Regions from separate parts of the Sus scrofa genome. Here all the other regions are linked to region 1. The links are chromatin contacts, called in public HiChIP or PLAC-seq maps. All regions are on one chromosome and are shown on one strand. Each heading gives the region's core, a stretch centred on a gene start, on an enhancer-like site or on the middle of the called end of the contact. The rest is flanking DNA. Distances are from core to core; before and after follow the strand shown.

Region 1 (4,495 bases), core at 736-3,235:
GCCAGATCCGAGCCACGTCTGCAACCTACACCACAGCTCATGGCAACGCTGGATCGTTAACCCACTGAGCAAGGGCAGGGACCGAACCCGCAACCTCATGGTTCCTAGTCGGATTCGTTAACCACTGCGCCACGACGGGAACTCCCAAGGTGATTTCTTATATCTGTAAGTAAATGCAAATATATACTCCTTTTACTTTCCCCTTTTGGACAAATGATGGTTTGCTATATATACTGATTTACACTTTGACTTTCCATTTTAATACGTAAAACTAAAACTGATCATTATATTATTCTTTTTTTTTTTTTTTTTTGGCCTTTTTTTTTTAGGGCTACACCCTCGGCATATGGAGGTTCCCAGGCTAGGGGTCAAATCAGAGTTGTAGCCACCAGCCTACACCACAGCCACAGTAACACAGGATCTGAGCCGAGTCTGCGACCTACACCACAGCTCACGACAAGGCTGGATGCTTAACCCACTGAGCGAGGCCAGGGATCAAACCCGCATCCTCATGGATGCTAGTAGTCAGGTTCGTTAACCACTGAGCCATGATGGGAACTCCCTGATCCTTATTCTTTAAAAAAAATAGGTGCACAGTACGCAACCATATAAATGTAGCAAAAGTTAGGTAGCCCTACTACTAGGCACATAGGATGTTTTCAGTTTTTTTGTGATGACAAATAGGGCTTCGATGTATAACACTGCACATGTCATTTCACACATTGTGCAATTCTGTCTATAGGATAAATTCCTGTAAGTGGAATTGCTGAGTCCAACATTATACACATTTTCAAAAATCTTGGCAAACTGCGCTCAGAGGTTGTACCAAGTTGAGTTTTCATCAGCAAGGTATGAGGCAACCTCTGTTCTCCATCCTCACCCCAACCCCAAAAAAGTGGTATCAGCAAATGTTTGGGTTTTTCCAGTCTGATAGGGATTTCAACATAGCATTCGTTTTCATTTCTTTGTCTATGGGCAAAGTTGAGCCTCTTTTCAAATGTGTATGAATCATCTGGGTTTATTATTCCATGAACTCATGTATGAATATGTTATTTTAATTAAAAATGTTCATCTGGGGTTCCTGTGGTGGCTCAGCAGGTTAAGAACCTGACATAGTGTCCATGAGGATTCGGGCTGAATCCCTGGCTTTGCTCAGTGGGTTAAGGATCTGGTGTTGCTGTGAGCTGTGGTGTAGGTCATAGACGCAGCTTGGATCTAGTGTTGCTTCGACTCTGATTTGACCCCTAGCCCCGGAACTTCCATGTGCTGCAGGTGCAGCCTTATAATGTAAACACCTCCTACATGTCAACTCTATGCTGGATACTGTAGGAGCCACTGTAGGTGAACTTTGGAGACTGACCCCATTCTCCTAGAAGGTGCACGCTGGTGGAGGAGAAGGATTTTGAGCTAAACATTGAACTACTTGTGGAATACATACATACCTGTATGAATTTGTACAGCTGTATATGTAACTTATACATGGAAAAACACTTGATCATATATGATGAGTTCCTAGAGATGATCTGTGAGTAGAAGTGATATTTTTCCTTTGTGCTTTTCTATGTTTTACTGAGCTTTTTGTAATGTAATACATTATGTTTGCAATTAGGTGATTTCGCCTTTGCTCACTTTCCGAAATTTCCAAGTATGGGTTCTTTTGCAAAGAACACAAACAATTTTTGCATTTGCAAAAAAGAACCATGTGCTATGGAAATACCATGTGCACACAGACAAGTTTACAAGTATTTGAGAGAGGAAAAAACACAGGAAAGAATGTTCTTTCTGTATGGTGATGACATTGCAGGAGGAGATGTAGAAATCCATTTTCAGAGCTCCTGACGGCTTGGCCAGTGTTCCTTGATTTCCCAGCCCAAATTCCAATGCATACCTCCACTCACCAGAAAAGTGAGGACTTGTCTCTTCTCAGCTGGGCAACCTCATCTGCAACCAGCAAAACAGGAACTGAGCAGTTATGAGTCCTGGAAATTTGGCTCAAGGGCAGGAGGCTGGGAATTTCCCTTTTTAGATGCCAGCTTCAGGCTCTGTGTCCAAGGGCGACCCCTGTTGGTGGAATTTAAATATTAGAATTGGGATGCCTGAGATTTCATATTTTTTTTGGAGGAGGGGGAGACGGGAAGCCTGGAAGCCAACAGCTACTCTCCTTACCCCAGCTGCTTCCCAACTCTCCATGTCCCCCTCGGCTCAGGTTTGCCTGGAAAAACCAGGTCTGGGGCTTGGAGGATGAAGTCACAGGTGTAGACAGCATTTAAACGTCTCGCAGGCAGGCAGGCTGCCATGGGGGCAGAGGGCTGGCTTTGTTGGCCAGAGGGTAGAACGTGGTGACTCTCCCTCCAAGCGGTGGATTTGGGTCCTGCCAGCAGACTGAAAATGCCAGACTTGGGGAGCTTGTGGGACCAGTGAGTGGGCAGGCCATTCGATGGCACTGATGTGACTGAGGAGGCTGCACCTCACCTGGAGGCAAATGCACCTGGAGGAAGGGCAGGCTTTCTGGGTGGGATCACAGCATTTCAGAACATTTCTTTTGGAATTCCCGTTGTGGCACAGCAGAAACAAACTCCACTTGTATCCAGGAGGATGCGGGTTTGATCCCTGGCCTTGCTCAGTGGGTCGGTGATCTGGCATTGCCATGAGCTGTGGTGTAGGTCACAGATGTGGCTTGGATCCTGCATTGTTGTGGCTGTGGCGTAGGCTGGCAGCTGTAGCTCCAAGTTGACCCCTAGCCTGGGAACTTCCATATGCCTTGGGTGCAGCAAAAAAAAAAAAAAAAATTCTCCTCTCTCTGGAGTCTGTCTGCTAGGGAATTCAGACAAAAACCAGGAAACCAACACAGCCTTTCTTGACCAGAGCCTGTCTCTGCATGTATAAGAGCAAGACCTTGAATTGAGGGGAGTGCAGGTAGTAATTATGCCAGAGGCGTGCTTCCAACATTCATCTAAAAAAAGAACTGCCTGCAGACCCCGTCCGTTACTGAGTGCTGAGTGGAAGTGCTGAACGGAGCTCTGGCTGAAGAATCTGCTTTTAGACACGCGGAGCGCGTTTGTAATTCATCAGCATTGCTCCATCCTCCCTGGGGCACTGGTCTGTGATGGAGAAAACTGGACCCCAAGGAATGTGCTGGACATTTCTGTGCTTTGAGAAAACATGACTAAGCACTTCTCAGAACCCATCACCAGACAAGAGTCCTCCTTCCCTGTTTCGCCTCGCAGATGCCTGTGGCACAGGCGTCTCACCAGAGACTTTATGCCACGCAGAGCCCAGATCTACTCTCTCCTGAGGGAAGAGGGGAAAATCTTGCTCGTGGCTCTCATCGCTCTGCACAGCTCTAAGCAACGCCGATTCAGGCTAACCTTCCTCCATTTGGGCCAAATGCTCAGCATCCTCCAAATGTTTACGGGTCCTGGTATCTGGGGGGGGTCCTATGAAGAAAGAAAAGAAACCAGGAATTAGGGTAGGGCTTGGAGGCCCTTGGGTGAGTTCCATCCAAATTTGCTGGAAAGGAAGGGCTGGGGAGGGAAACCTGCCATAGGTTTGTCACCTCCCTAGACGTCAAGGAAGGCTGAGAATCTGATAACGGACCTTGTCATGGTCAAGATCAGCTTTCTGGGAAAGGCCTGAAGAGAGCCGGCGTGGTTTCCCTAGTTTAGCCAGGAGATTAAGGCTTCTATCCCAATGCAGAAAACATGCACACAGACTCCAGCAGCTTCTGTCTGACTATAGCCCCAAAGCCCAGACGTAGATATATGAAGTGGCATATCCTACCTAGAATGAAGATGGCCCCCCACAAAGGTGGTTCTCACATGGCATTAGCTGGAAGGGACAAAGGAATATATAGTCTAGGAGGACTCCAGTTAACCAGGTGAGGGGCTGCATTGTAAGCTCAAAAAAAAAAAAAAAAAAAAAAAAAAGTGGAAGGGAGTACAATAGACAGAGAGGAAGAGTAGATGGCACGTTGGTGGCTGAGTTGAAAGGAGACTCCACGGGCCCTAGGGACGTGATATGGGCTCTTTCCTCTAGTACTGTTTTCTCATGCACGGGGGATATTTACCTTTTGCTGTAACCCTTGAGGACCTCGGTCTGTCCAGTTAAGAAGGTAGAGCCCTATCCTACACATGGGATGTATTCTAACTTACTGAAGACCTGCTAGGTAGCCGTATTATTGTGATCTCATATAAGTCCTACCAGTCAGTAAGGAAACATCAGAAAACCCATTTTCCTGATGAGGAAACGGATGCCCAGGGAGGTGAAGATCCTTGTACCGTCACATACCCGGAATGTCTGACTCTGTTTTCAAACCAAGGTCTCTTTGATTGAAAGCCCCTGAATTTTCCTCTTGGAGGGACTGCTAGGTCCCATTCTAGGATCTCTTTCTAAGACCGCTCTCTCCTTGTTACCAAATGCAAGTTTGTGTGCCAGGTGCACAATAAGGCCAAACAAACCAAAACGGTGGAGTTTGGGAGTTTCTGTCATGGCTCAG
Region 2 (4,495 bases), core at 959-3,458, 180 kb before region 1:
CTTGATGACCAAGGACAGGGTCACAGGAAGGAGGCTCCAGGCTTAGCAGCCATTGTTACAGCTACTTCCAGCGTTCTCATGCTCGGAAGATAATAATAATTATGACAACAACTAACTCTTACCTGACGCTTACTATGTACTCAGCACTTTACACATTTGAATTCATTTAAAACTCACTATAGCCCTCAGAGGGAGAAACCAGGATTGTGCCCATTGCACAGATAAATAAACTGAGGCCAACAGTGAGGTCAGATAACGCACCCAACGCCCCACAGCTGGCGAGTGGAGCCAGAATCTGTGCTCTCCCCACGACCCTGTACTTGCCATTTTCTCTGATCCATCCTTCAGAGCGTCTCAGAATTAAGCGGGAATTGGCTGTGTCCTGGTTTATATTCATGAGAAAGGGGCTGGCACCCGTTCATTGAGTGCATGGAAAAGACTCTAAAATGGAGAAATTAAGGATTGAGAGGTGTCATGGGGACTTACATTCATTTGTTAACATTACCCAAGCAGTTGGTGGTGGACGAGGATGCCGCTGGTATGTGTTCGGAAGCCAGATGGTGGTGGGATGGGCAGGTGACCCGGTGCAGACGAGGAGAGAGTGAAGGGAGGCTTGGCTGGGGATGAGGAGGAGGTGCAGGGGCCGGGCAGGATCTTCTGTGATGCAAAGGCTCCCAGTGCAGGCAGGGGATGCTCAGTCCCCATCAGAATGGAGAACCACGGTGTGCACATGGCCTGGAGAGCGGGCGGCCCCCTTGGGATCTGGGGAGTGTGGGTAAAACAAGCAGCACCCCCCACCCCGGAAGCCTTCAAGGGCGGGGAGGGGGCAAGCTCAGGTGTGGTCAGAGCAGGGAGGGGTGGGATACAGGGAGGAGAGCCGACGGGGATGGGTGAGCGGGTGAGCAGAGAGGGAACAGGCGTAGTCTCTGTTAAAGGTCAGTCTCATTAATTATTACATAGATATGAAACCATTAGCACAACCGGCAGTGTTTGTATTTGCAGCGGACACGCCCTGGCCCAGTGGGGGCAGATCTGAGTGGCTTTCCAAGGCCTCCCTGAGGGCATGGCTGAGACAGCTGTGCCCCTGGGTCCTGGGTCCTGAAGGTCCCAAGCACGGCCACCTCAACTAGTTATCCTTAGCCAGATACCTGAGGCCCAGAAGGTAGCCAGGTCAATCTTGACCTCCCCCTTCTCACCGGCTGCAGCAGGCAGAGGCTTGGGCGTGCCTGCTGAGCAGACTGGCTGGACCTCACCCACTGATGGCCGAGGAGGTGACATCAGGGGGCAACAGCTCTTGAACAACGCTTCCCCTTCAGCTGTACATCTCGGGGTTCGCTTTGTGGATTGAGTTTATACACTGAGCGCTGAGTTCCGGCCCCTTCTGTGAACCCCGTGCTGGTTTGGCTCCAGGAGTTTTCAGGAGTCAACCCAGAGTGTTCCTTCCATGTCAGGTCTATTGAGTTATCTTGAGCTACTATTGCGTTCGCGTTTCCAGACTTCGTTTCCGTTGCTGTCTGGCTCAGGTTTAGTCTCTGGTCTCGTTTGAAATGCAGCATCCAGAAGCAGAACTGGGAAGCCACACAACCCAGGGGTTGCATCACTGACCACTCCAAGCACTCATGTCCTTAACTAGCCAGGCGGGAAAGATGCCGTGTCAGTCAGGGCCCCAGAAAGACACAGGAGCCATCCCAGTGACTGGAATGGAGAAGGTCTGATTTTTCACTAATAAAAGGTGATAAAGGAGGACCCCGAGGAAGACAGGAATAGCGAATGTGGGCGGCAGCTTCTGCCTCGAAGGCTGAGGCAAAGGAAAAGAGGAAGGAACTGAGAATTTGAAGGAGACCCCACCCCGCCAAGCCTGACAGTCAACCTCGTTGAAGGTGTGTCCACCACTGGACACACAACCTACTGGGGATAAGCAGACTTGCCAGAGGCTGTGGGCTGCAGCTGGGCTGCAGAAGCAACCTGCCAGCTGGCGGAGAAACTCTCTAGACGGTGCAGGTGAACCAGAACTGCTGGACCCCCCGCGAGGTGACTGGCTGAGGTTTCCCTGAAGAGTTCTGGCAGCTGGAGCTGGTTCACAGCCCTCTGGGTAAAAGAGGCACTTGCTGAAGAGTGAATGCCAGTGGACCTCCTGCGCACCGCTGGCAGACACAGCTAGGCAGAGATGCAGCTTCCTGTGCAATGCCTGGCCTCTCTTTAACGCCCTCTATGGACAGAGCCTAACACTGCACCAGCTGACAAAGGAGAAATGGTTATACAGGGTCCAGGTCCCTGCAGGCAAGGTGGGGCGAAGAAGGGGGATTTTGATGTAGGTGGCATTCAGGAAGATGTGTGTGATGCAAACCCCTGAACTGATTAGTTCTCTGTTTCAACTGTCTCCAGGTGTCTGCTCATTGATATTACCATGTTTCTTGGAGAAATGCAGGGCGCCAGGCAGACAAGTTGCTCCATGAAAGTGGCTCAAAGGTGCGGTGGCAGGCCAGGCTTTCATTCCCTGACTGGCTCTGAGGGCTGCATATATGCCCTTTCAATGCCGGGGCTGAATGACCTTCTTGTCTTATCACTCTGCTTCCGTATGTGATGACGTGGCGGGCACAAGCGTGTCCATTGCTCCCCATATGCTTTTCCGTTTAGGCAGAGGCAGCTGAAGCATCTCATTCACTTCACATGTAACACAAGTCACAGCAGGTCAATGCAGATCAAGTGGGGTCACAACAGGAAACACCGCCCACTGAAGGTGAGCGTTCTCTCAATAAGCTCAAGAAACACGCCTGTAGCATAATCACCCTTGAAAGAACCATGTCCATCTCAGGCTGCCCCAGCTGGCCCTGCAGCCTTACTTTGGAGAGGAAGATTGAAAGACTATATCATTCCAGAAATGTCTGAAGATTCTTTCCGTGAAAAATAGGACAGATAATTAGAGATAGAGGAGCAGGGGAGGATAAGCACTGTGAGGGAAGGTTTGTGTAATAAATAACTTGAAATCTTGGCAGACACCCTGGCCCTCTTACACCCCAACTCCTGCCCCCAAAACTCAGTCCTGGGAATTGTTACAGGTAAATTTTAGGGACTTTTAGACCTTTTCACCCCCACACATTAGTGATTGAAAAGACACGATCTTAACTGGAAATCTTGCAAAATGTGTGATCCTTGCTGTGAGCTGCAGTTCTTGGCTGAGAACCACCAGGAGCCCTCTGCCTGGAAGGCATTTATAAGAGAAGTTTCCCCTTTGCTCTTTGCTGGCTTTGTTCAGCAGGGCCTCTCGGCTGCCGCCCTGTGGATGCTTGGCACCAGGTGATTCTTTGTCTGTTCATGTAGGGTGTTTAGCAGCATCTCTGGCCTCTACTTACCAGTGCTCCTCCATCTGTGACAATGACAAATGTCTCTAGACTTTGCCCAGTGTCCCTCGGGGTGGGGGTGGGGTGGAAGGCCAGATCACCCCACTTGAGAACTATTGAGTGAAATCCAATCACATAGGACCCCCGAGCAGGACTTCAAGTGAACCTTGACTCTTAGGGCAATTTCTTTTTTTTTTTTTTTTTTTTTTTTTTGTCTTTTTAGGCATGCAGAGGTTCCCAGGCTAGGGGTCGAATCAGAGCTCTAGCTGCTGGCCTACACTGCAGCCACAGCAACACAGGATCCGAGCTGAGTCTGCAGCCTACACCACAGCTTACGGCAATGTCAGATCCTTAACCCACTGAGTGAGGCCAGGAATCAAACCTGCATCCTCATAGATGCTAGTCAGATTCGTTTCCGCTGCGCCATGACGGGAACTCCTTAGGGCAATTTCTGAATCAGATGAATCTCACAGAAAAATGTTAGCGAGACTGAAATTATACCATTGAAGCCAATAATTTTTTTTTTTTTTTAAGGAAAATGGCATCCCCTTTCCTCTACAACCTGGGAATCTATAGACTCAAGATTTGACCTTTGGTCCTCAAGCCCACCCAGGTGGCCCATATGGTGGCAGCTCAATAATGCCTTCTCTTTGGACCCCTGGACTGGCACATGGCCCCTGTATCCGGCCAGGACTTGTAGCAGCCTAGGCTTTGCTCCGGAAGCCCATAGAACAAAAGGAACACAGCATGACTAGAACCCAGCTCACAATTTGCAGCTGTAACCATGGCTTTGGGAACAATAAAGCCACACAGGATGTTGGTGACCACTGGGGCTTTTTCCAGAAAGAGGTTTTTGGGTACATCGGAGGTGCAGGCTGTGGACATTTCCTCTTCACCATCTGTGTGTAGTGTAGGTCAGCCAGGGCCAGGGTTTATGCTAAGACCCAACATGGCTTTGTCATCCTGAAGAGGTTATGTTGTAGTTATTACTCATTCTTTAATCAGAGAGGTCACTTATGCAGTTCCGAGGCTAAACGGAGGGCTTTCCCCTATAACTCTCCCACCACGTGGCTGGTGAACTCATCCAACAGATAATCTTTGTATGTAACTTCCTCCCGGGAGATACAAGTTGATTACATCTCACTTCCTTGTCC
Region 3 (4,495 bases), core at 836-3,335, 160 kb before region 1:
AGGTTATTACAGAATATTGAATAGATACTGTATATATATTACTCTCATCCTTCTAATCTATCCCTTCCCCTAAAAAAACTATACGTATTTAAAGTGTACATGGGAGAAAGTGTTACGTCCTTGAGTTAGGCATAGATTTCTTGACTACTAATCCAAATGCAGGACTATAAAAATAATCAAATGACAAATTGGACTTGAAAAATTCAAAGGTCACAAAGGTGTATTCAAATGACAAAACTCATGAAAACTGTTCAGTTAAGATGTGATTTTTCAGGAGTTCCCGTCGTGGTGCAGTGGTTAACGAATCCAACTGGGAACCATGAGGTTGCGGGTTCGATCCCTGGCCTTGCTCAGTGGGTTAAGGATCTGGTGTTGCCGTGAGCTGTGGTGTAGGTCACAGACATGGCTCCAATCCCACGTTGCTGTGTCTCTGGTGTAGGCCGGTGGCTACAACTCCGATTTGACTCCTAGCCTGGGAACCTCCATATGACACAGGAGCGGCCCTAGAAAAGGCAAAAAGACCAAAAAAAAAAAATGTGGTTTTTCAGCCCCACCCATGGTATATGGCAGTTCCCAGGCCAGGGATTAAACCCACCCCACAGCAGGGACCCAGGCCCCTGTAGTGACAATGACAGATCCTTAACCCGCTGCTCCGCAAGGGAAATCCAAGACGGCTTCTGTAAATTATGTTTTGCATAAATTATCTTTAAATTAATTTGATGTAAAAGTAATTACAAGAGAGTTTTGGTTTTTTTTTTTTTTTGCATAATTTGACAAGGTGAACCCCTTTCCTATGGAAGAAAAAAAATTTTTTTTTCTTTTGTTTGTTTCTTTCTTTGGTTTTCTTTTTTGGCTGCCCCTCGGAGTATGTAATTCCCGGGCAGATCCAAGCTGCAGTCGCCAGGTTTCAAACCTGTGTCCTGGCACTGCAGAGATGACCCCGATCCTGTTGTGCCTCAGAGGGAACACCTACATTTTGTTTAATGTGATGTTTTTTAAAAAAGAAGAGAAAGAAGGAGGAAGAAGAAGAGAAGGAGAAAGATGGACCCTTCAACCCATCAGAGCATCTGGAAACACTGTAATTAAAAGTGTGGGATTGGCATAGAGATAGAAACCTAGATCGATAGAACATCCGAGAGAACCTAGAAATACACACAGGTTCAGAAAAAAGAATATTTGGTCCATGTGCCGCCAAAATGAGCCAGAGACTGTTATTTACAAGAGTCAGCATTACAGATCATGGGACCAGACACACTTCCGATAAATGATGCTAGGGAAAGCACAAGGAAAAGAGGTAATTGTACCCTTATCTTACACAATGTGCAAAAAGATACATTCCGCACAGATGAAAGCATCTGAGTGTTAAAACGAATATATGTAAAATATTCAGAAAAAATCTAGGAAAATATATTTATGAGATCAAATCAGGGAAGGAGTTTTTGAAACCAGATACAAAGACCACAAACCAGAGGAAAAGATTGTTAGGTTTGAATTGACCAAAAAATCATCACCTTAAACAAATGGAGGAGTTCCCTGGTGGCCTAGAGGTTAAGGAATCGGCATTGTCCCAAACCTCCGGCTCAGGGTTGATCCCTGGCCTCAGAGTTTTTGCATGCCGTGGGTGAAGGAAAAAAACAATGGAAAATATAACCAATAAACTGGTAGAAATATTTGCAACTTATATACCAAACGAATATTCAGAGCGAATATTCAGATTGTAAGAAAGGCTCATAAAAATCAATAAGAAAAATACAACTCAGGAGATAAAAAGTCCAAAGAGTTTGAACTGCCAATTCATAGAAACTCAAATGGCATTAGGTATATAAGAGAAGCTTGAACCTCACTGGTAATTAAGGGAAATAAAGCAAGATTACGTCGGTCACTCTGATTTTTCTGGGTCTGATAACGCAATTGTTATGAGCATATGGGGAAACAGTAGCTCTTGCTGGTGGGAACCAGGACATCTGCTCTGGAGAGTGTTAGGCAATAACCCATCACGTCAAAGATGTACGAAGCCCGTGACTCAGTGAACCCAGCTCTGTCTGCTCTAGAAAACCTCCCCCATGTGTACCAAGGGGCAGGTGAAAGGGCAGTCTCTGCACTGCTTGTTGCAGTGAAAAAGTGGGAACTGGTCTAACCATTCTTCAGTAGAGAAGTGAATAAACTGATTTAGTCACACGCAAAAACATTTTGCACCCTTTGCAATGATCTTGTTGCAGCATGTCCAAATTCTGACACCATACTATTGAATTTGAAAGACTGTGCATATTTCTATGACTCAAGGCAATGACATATTCTGTTTGTGTATAGGCAGATATGTAGCAAAAGTGTTAAAAAGGGCATCTCACAGGCTGATGGGTAGAGCTGTGGTTAGAGAAGGGGGGAGGTATAGGAGTGGTTTGTATAGTTTCATGCCTTAAAACAGATTAAGGAAGAAAAAGAGAGAGCGATGGTGATTGAAAATAAAGGGAAGAAAAGTATCTGGAGTTCCTGTTCATGGCGCAGGGGAAACAAATCCGACTGGGAACCATGAGGTTGCAGGTTTGATCCCTGGCCTCGCTCAGTGGGTTAAGGATCCAGCGTTGCTGGGAGCTGTGGTGTAGGTTGCAGACACGGCTCGGATCCCACATTGCTGTGGCTCTGGTGTAGGCCGGTGGCTGCGGCTCCGATTGGACCCCTAGCCTGGGAACCTCCATATGCCGCAGGAGCGGCCCAAGAAATAGCAAAAAGACAAAAAATAAATAAATAAATAAACTTGATTAAAAAAAAAAGAAGAAGAAGAAGAAGAAAAGTGTCTGAAGCATTTATGGCAAAATGTTAAACAGCTGTTTCATCTTGGTGATGAGCATATAAGAATATGTTATTCTTTACTCAAATTTGCTATATAGTGAATATTTAATAATGAAACAGAAATCACTAAATGAAAATACAGCTACTTAACCTCACTACTAAAGTCAGGGAAATGCAAATTAAAGTAATAATGGGAGTCCTCCCGTCATGGCTCAACGGTTAATGAACCCAACTAGGATCCATGAAGACGCAAGTTCAATCCCTGGCTTTGTTCAGTGGGTAAGGATCCAGTGTTGTCATGAGCTGTGGTGTAGGTTGAAGACTCGGCTCAATCTGATGTTCCTGTGGCTGTCGAGTAGGCCGGAGGCTACAGCTCCGATTTGACCCCTAGCCTGGGAACCTCCATATGCTGCGGGTGTGCCCTAAAAAGCAAAATAAATAAATAAATAAGTAAATCTTTTTCTATTTCATTAATTTTTTAAAAAAAAGCAATCATCAGAAAAACATAAATAATTTTAATCCATTCTGATAAAAAAATCACTAGCAATAGCTCATTGTGTAGGTTTGCTTGCGAGTACATGATTGTGTGTGTGTGTGTGTGTGTGTACATTTACAGGTAGAACATGTAAAAATAGTCCCATTAGGCTGTATGTGGAGGGGAAAGGATGGTCACAGGACTTGTAGAAGTGAAGAGACTTAGCAAAAATGAAAATAAATACATTATGTATAGCTGGGACATTGTTCTAATCCCTCTCCATTTATATAAAATTCTGTGTGCATTTTTATGCAGGAGAGATTATGAAAAGGCAGTAACCTAGCTCAACATGACAGAATCTAAGGTGAATTTACCCTTTATCCTTGTAATTTGTACTATTATTTGTTCTGCAACGAATATACAGTACTTACAAAATCCTGAAAAATAATCAAAAGCAAATTGCCTTTCAGAATAAGAAATAAATGACTAACCACACCTCCTCGAAATCATGAAATGCTGAGGAATTCAGATGCTAAGTGGCGCAAAGGAGCAGCGTGTGCTTGTGCTGTGGTGAGAAAGCCACAGCTGGGCACACCTGTGACGGACCGGAAGCGGAGAGACATGCCAGGCAGGAACAGGGAGCAGAAATAGTGAATAAAGCCCAAAGAGTGACCAGGACCTGGGCTGGTACCCCGCCTGTAGCCTATCTTGAATCTCCCCCCAATAGACAATTGAACAAAAATATAGTCTATCTAGACAGAGCAGTAGTAATCCTCTTCCTGATTATTCTGAAAGTAGAGAGTAGAGGCAAGTATGAGGAATGGATGATTTTATTCCACTTCTTGCTGTTAATGATGGGATCCAGGGAACAGGGAGAGGAGAAAGGGAGCCAGGGTGTGAGGTGCAGGGAGGGCCCACTCAGGATTCCAGGGTGGAATAAAGCCACAGAGGCACCAACCTGTGATCTTGTGGTGCCCCTACACATCCATCCCTCACCGCTTAACCTCGCCTCCCAACAGCTCCTCACCTTCCACCAAGAAGAAAATAAGATTGACTTCCCTGTTGTGATTTTGAAACCTAACGGTTGTGAACTTGCTTCTCCCGCAAACCCTAACGATTATGTGGCCCCTGCCACTTGCCAGGCAGAGCACTGGGGCTGCATAGCAAAGATCTGGCCCCGACTCTAGGAGAGAGAGACAAGCAAACAGAATATGATATTCCAGGAGCTCC

Evidence for each region. HiChIP or PLAC-seq counts read pairs in DNA pulled down with a chosen protein or histone mark.
Region 2: a contact with region 1 is called in an H3K27ac HiChIP or PLAC-seq map of alveolar macrophages. The contact joins two enhancer-like sites. A contact is called at or near these places in 1 of 5 promoter capture datasets (liver), 13 of 47 Hi-C or Micro-C datasets (adipose tissue, alveolar macrophages, embryonic fibroblasts and 8 more) and 2 of 2 datasets of contacts at active chromatin or transcription factors (alveolar macrophages and skeletal muscle).
Region 3: a contact with region 1 is called in an H3K27ac HiChIP or PLAC-seq map of alveolar macrophages. The contact joins two enhancer-like sites. A contact is called at or near these places in 2 of 47 Hi-C or Micro-C datasets (embryonic fibroblasts and skeletal muscle) and 1 of 2 datasets of contacts at active chromatin or transcription factors (alveolar macrophages).

Annotation. Positions count from the first base shown.
Region 1 is chr7:49,616,641-49,621,135 of Sscrofa11.1, forward strand. No RefSeq gene overlaps it. Among named protein-coding and RNA genes, the nearest start is that of CEMIP, 3.6 kb to the right of the region's middle. Within about 2 kb of position 1,986, at least 7 of the 83 cell types and tissues checked have an H3K27ac peak or open chromatin away from gene starts, as enhancers often do. A contact at or near this core is called in alveolar macrophages, where this site is marked.
Region 2 is chr7:49,432,938-49,437,432 of Sscrofa11.1, forward strand. The region is part of intron 17 of ARNT2 (aryl hydrocarbon receptor nuclear translocator 2); the gene reads left to right. Among named protein-coding and RNA genes, the nearest start is that of ABHD17C, 110 kb to the right of the region's middle. Within about 2 kb of position 2,209, at least 7 of the 83 cell types and tissues checked have an H3K27ac peak or open chromatin away from gene starts, as enhancers often do. A contact at or near this core is called in alveolar macrophages, where this site is marked.
Region 3 is chr7:49,451,741-49,456,235 of Sscrofa11.1, forward strand. No RefSeq gene overlaps it. Among named protein-coding and RNA genes, the nearest start is that of ABHD17C, 87 kb to the right of the region's middle. Within about 2 kb of position 2,086, at least 3 of the 83 cell types and tissues checked have an H3K27ac peak or open chromatin away from gene starts, as enhancers often do. A contact at or near this core is called in alveolar macrophages, where this site is marked.